Linked DNA regions of Sus scrofa: region 2 is linked to region 1. The links are chromatin contacts, called in public Hi-C maps. All regions are on one chromosome and are shown on one strand. Each heading gives the region's core, a stretch centred on a gene start, on an enhancer-like site or on the middle of the called end of the contact. The rest is flanking DNA. Distances are from core to core; before and after follow the strand shown. Region 1 overlaps IL1R1 (interleukin-1 receptor type 1). Region 2 overlaps IL1R1 (interleukin-1 receptor type 1).

Evidence for each region. Hi-C and Micro-C count contacts between places; a contact is called where the count stands out from the background.
Region 2: a contact with region 1 is called in a Hi-C map of liver, with 1.6 times the contacts expected there. The contact joins two enhancer-like sites. A contact is called at or near these places in 8 of 47 Hi-C or Micro-C datasets (embryonic fibroblasts, epiblast stem cells, fibroblasts and 4 more) and 1 of 2 datasets of contacts at active chromatin or transcription factors (skeletal muscle).

Annotation. Positions count from the first base shown.
Region 1 is chr3:52,279,729-52,282,428 of Sscrofa11.1, reverse strand. The region is part of intron 1 of IL1R1 (interleukin-1 receptor type 1); the gene reads left to right. Among named protein-coding and RNA genes, the nearest start is that of IL1R1, 54 kb to the left of the region's middle. Within about 2 kb of position 1,283, at least 3 of the 83 cell types and tissues checked have an H3K27ac peak or open chromatin away from gene starts, as enhancers often do. A contact at or near this core is called in liver, where this site is marked.
Region 2 is chr3:52,316,401-52,319,100 of Sscrofa11.1, reverse strand. The region is part of intron 1 of IL1R1 (interleukin-1 receptor type 1); the gene reads left to right. Among named protein-coding and RNA genes, the nearest start is that of IL1R1, 17 kb to the left of the region's middle. Within about 2 kb of position 1,335, at least 13 of the 83 cell types and tissues checked have an H3K27ac peak or open chromatin away from gene starts, as enhancers often do. A contact at or near this core is called in liver, where this site is marked.

The DNA of each region.
Region 1 (2,700 bases), core at 34-2,533:
TTTGTGTGCTTTTGAATAGATAACACAATTTAAAAGGCCTTAAAGAGGCTATTCAGTGAAATCATTCCCTCTTTCTCATACATGGGTGACTCGTCAATAGTTTCTTCACACTGTATCAGTCAGGGTTCTCCCTCTGTAGAGTCAACAGGAAATAGATGTATTGTTTGTATATGTGTCTATCTGTCTGTCTATCTATCTATCTCTTATCTATAAAGAAAGAGTTATTATAAGGTATGGGCTGCCTCAATGCCATTTATGGAGGCTAAAAAGTTCTAGGATCTGCCGTCTACAGGCTATAGACCCAGGAGAGTAGGTAGTGTAGTTAGAAGGCTTGAGATCCAGAGAGCGATGGTGTAGACTCCTGTCCAGTCTGAAGGCCTAAGAACCAGGGTACCAAAGGCAGGAGAAATTGATGTCCTAGCTCAAGAGGGCAGACAGAGTTAATTCAACTTTCCTCTGCCTTTTGCTCTGTGTAGGCCCCCAAGGGATTGGAATGAGGACTGTCCTTGCTGGGGAGGGCTATCAGCTTCGCTCAGTTCACCACTTCAGGTGCTGATTATTTCCAGAAACAGCCTCACAGATACACTCAGAAGCAAGGTTTAACCAGCTCTCTGGGCATCTCCTGGCCCAGTCCAACCAACATGTAAAATTACCCATTACACACACCTCTTCTGTATGTACCCTCTTCCATGTCTGTATCTAACCTGCTGCTTTGTAGCCTTTTGGCAACTTTTCAATTGTTCGCAGTCTTTTGCTGTTACAACCAATGTTGCAATGAATAACAAACAGCTTTGCCTGTGTCATTTTGCAGAAGTGCCCGTAAGCTTAATTGTTAGCTAAATTCCTAGAAGTGGCACTGCTGAGTCAAAGGCTATGTGCATTTGTGATTTGATATAAATTTCAGAACTGCCCACCTACTTCCCACCAGGTTATACCAATGAACACCTCTGCCCGGAATGTTTGAGAGAATGTTTCCCCATGCACCTGTCAACACAGTATACTAGTAAACTGGTTTTTTTTTTTTTTTTAATTTTTTTAAGTTTGGTGATTTTATAGGGGGAAAAGTTTAACTCAGTATGTTTTTGAATTTTTCATATCTCACATCATAACTGCAGTTTTTAGACATGATTTTTTAAAGAGCAATTTTAAGTTCAGAGCAAAATTGAGGGGAAGGTATGGAGAATTCTTACATACCTTCTGCCCCACATGTGTATAACTTCCTCTGTTATATTCCCCTCCCAGAGTGGGATATTTGTTACAACTGATGAGCCAACATTGACACATCCTCCTCCAAAGTCCATAGTTTACCTTAAGGTTCACTCTTGGTGACCATCTGAGTGTTTTGACAAACATACAATGACATTTTTCCACCCTTAGCATGTCATACAGAATATTTTCACTGCCCTACAAGTCCTCAGTCCTCTTCCTATTCTATACCTTCTCCCGCTGTTACTGTGGCAACCCCTGATCTTTTTATTGCTTCCGTGTTTTCATAGAATGTCATGTAATTGGAATTGCACATTATGTAGCTTTTCAGACTGACTCCTTTCACTTAGTAATATGCACTGAAGGTTTCTCCAGGTCTTTTCATGGCTCGATTGCTCATTTCTTTTCAGCGCTGAATAACATCCTGTTGTCTGGATGGACCACAGCTGATTTAACCATTCACCTACTCAATGGCCCCTTGGTTGCTTCCATGTTTTGACAATTGTGAATAAAGCTTCCATAAACATCCCCGTGCAGGTTTTTGTGTGGATGTAATTTTTCAGCATCTTTGGGTAAATATCAAGGTGTGTAATTGCTGGATTGTACAGCAGTGCAGGTTTAGTTTTGGGAGAAACCATCAGACTGTCTTCCAAAGTGGCCACACCTTTTTGCCTTCCCACCAGCTGTGAAGGAGGGGTCCTGTTGCTCCATATCCTTGGCAGCACCTGCTGTCAGTGCTGCGGATTTTGGCCATTCACATAGGTGTATGGTGGCATTGGGATTATTTTGAAGCCAGTCGTGATCATGACAATTATTTTTTGAGGCCTTATGGGTGTCTGTGGGATGCCACAGTAGGGGAAGGCTATCTGGATGCTGCCCTCAAGGGTCATCCACAGCAGCTGGCGGCAGCTTGAGGTGTACTTATAAGGATAAGCACCACGAAAGACACAGACAGCTGCTGGGACAGTGGCTAAGGGCTGGGTCTGTATTGCCTGGTGATGGAGGGTCCTTGAGAGGAAGGGTGAGGTCTGAGGCAGAGGGAACAGAGGCATTTGAGCCCTGCTGAGGGGCTGAAGAAGGTCTGTAGGTAGGGGCTAAGTGAGTGGGAAGGAGCTTGGAAATGGAGACAAGGCCAGATCACAGTGGTGTAGACAGGGGTGGGACTTGGGACCCTTGCTGCAGTGGATGCAATGCTTGTACCTGGACAGACATCTCTTCCAGCAACCCAATACAAAGAAAGTATAAGGGACTAAAAATAACTACGTGCCCTGTGCAGTTGGGGCAAATTATAGGCAGGAGGATTAAAAAAAAAAACTAATACCCCAGCTGCCACTTCTGAAGAACCAAGAGCAAAAGCATGCCCCCTGCAATACCACCAAAGGGGTGGCAGACCATCTAAGCCAACAAGGGAAACTGTTGTTTGTTTTTGTTCCCCCCTCCCCCTGCCCCCTGCAGCTGGGGCCCCAATAAAGCCTTACCTGAGCTTCTTGCCTG
Region 2 (2,700 bases), core at 86-2,585, 37 kb before region 1:
TTTTCCTGATAAAGGTACCTAATGGAGATTTGTACATTACACGGCCTATGCAGTGATCTATGTGTATATAGTTAATTGAAGTATAGTAAATTTACAATGTTGTGTTAGTTTCAGATGTACATCACAGTGATTCAGTTATATAACTGTATTTATAACTGTTCTCTCCCCTTAGGGGTTATTATAAAATATTGAGTATAGTTCCCTGTGCTCTACAGTAGGTCCCTGTTGGTTATCCATTTTATATATAGTAGTGCGTATCTATTAATCTCAAACTCACAATGTATTCTTCCCCCACTTTTCCTCTTTGATAACCCTAAGTTTGTTTTCTGTGTGTGTGAGTCTCTTTCTGTTTTGTAAAATTAGTTCATTTATATCCCTTAACAAATCCGCATATAAGTGATTCCATATTATATTTGCCTTTCTCTGTCTGACTTACTTCACTTAGTATGAGAATCTCTAGGTCCATCCATGTTGCTGCAAACGGCGTTTTTTTCATTCTCTTTTATGGCTGAGTAATACTCCATCATGTGTGTGTGTGTGTCTGTGTATTATATATAACATCTCTCACATACACACACAACCCCCACATTTTCTTTATCCTTTCATCTGTTGATGGACGTTTAGGGTGCTTCCTTGTCTTGACTATTGTAAATAGTGCTGCTATAAACACCAGTACATATTCTTTTGGGGGACCTACACTTTTTTAATCCCTTGCGCAGTATTTTGTTAAATGGCTGTGTCATAATTTATTTAACCAATTCTCTCCTGATGGCTATATCACGAGGCATTTTGCTGCAAGTTTCAGAAAGTGATTCAGTTTGGCTTCATAAAGAAAACTATTGGCTTATGTAACTGAAGTTCATGGACATGGCAGCTTCAAGTTGGACTTAATCCAGTGTTTCTAGCTCCGCTGGTTGTTACTGTGTTATCTTTGGCATTTGTTTCCCCCTGACCTGCCCTCCTTTGCAAGCTGGTTTTTTTCAGAAGGTTATTTCCCCTGGTGGTGGCAAAATGATTGTTACAGCAGCACCAGGCTTTACATTCTCTCCCCAGTGTTACAGAGGAAGAGAGGGAAAAGCTGCCACTTACAGGGCAAGCCAGAGTTGTGCCATTCATCCTGGTTGGACCCCTTGGCTCAAGTGTCCCCTCCTTGACCAACGGCTGGTCAAGGGTCATATTCCGTGGAAGCATCTGGGCCATACATTCTCCAAATGGGCCCCTAGCCTCAATCCAAATTCTTCAAAATCCCAGATGTTCTTTGAAAACACCAGCCTCGTACTGTATCCATAGAGCTATTTATTTGTGCAGTGACCAGTTTGGGATAAACTCCTAAAAATAAAATTGCTGGGACAAATGGAGCACAAGTTTTAGACTTTCCTGGATGTGGACCCTTTACTCTCCAAAAAAGATTTCAACAGTTTACACTTAAAATAGCTGTGCCTGGCTCCTTGTTATCACCGACTTGGTTATCAGAAATCATTCGGTCTCTGCCAAAACTTGTTGTTTTCCTATTATGCTAAGCTGTATTACTTTGGTTATTAGTAATCTTAAACATCTTTTTCATATTTATTGTCTGTTTTCCTTCTTCTGTGGACTGTTTATTCTTATCCTTTGCCCAGTTTTCTCTTGGATTTGTGGGAATTAGTTTAGTGTGAGCATTAACCCTTTGTTGGTAGCAAATGCTGCAAACACTCGCCCTAAGTTTTCATGTGTTTGTTAAATGTTAGTTTCCCCCCTCATTATATTCTTCATAAAAAGGTTTTTACTTTCAGGTAGCTGAAATTTTAAGTTCTTTTCCTTTACAGCCTCTGAGTTTGGTGTCATGCTGAGAAGTTCTGTGGAAGATTATGAAATTGTCTTTCTATGTTTTCTCTTTTACTTTTTTCATTTCAAGCTCTAATCAATCTAAAATGGGTTTGTGGTAAAGAGTGAGATGGAGTTGGGTTTGAGCCTTGTCCTGTCTAACCCTCCAGCCCTGCCTCCTCAGACACAGAGTGCTCTGTGCTTCTTCCTCTGCAGGCCTTGCCTTCCACAGGAGTAACACCAGAGCCACACACACACACACACACACACACACACACAGAGACCCACAGACACACACACACACACACACTCACATGCACAGAGACACACACAGACGCACACACACACACACACACAGACACACAGACACACAGAGACACAGACACAGACACACACTCACACACAGACACAGACACACATGAAAACACTCACACACAGACACACTCACACACACAGAGACACATACTCACATACACACTCTCACACACAGACACACACACAGAGACACACTCACACACACTGACACACACTAAAACACACAGAGAGACACACATTCACACACACACAATTACACATGGAGACATACAATCTCAACACACAGACACACACACGTACACTCACACACACACACACAGAGACACATGCTCACACGCACAGATGTAAACACTCACACATTCACATAGACATACACTCACACACAGGCATACAGACACACCCACCCACCAGGACTTTTCATGTCAGGAACAGACGAGGGCTTGTCACCCAGCCCCTATGTGTGCAAATGCAATGCCAAAGAGCCACTGGGAGGATGTACTCTCAGCTCGGACATGGGGGAGCTCCTTTCCTGGCCAGTCCTGAGCTTGACTCAATGGCTAATGGTCCGTTTGGAAACAGTTC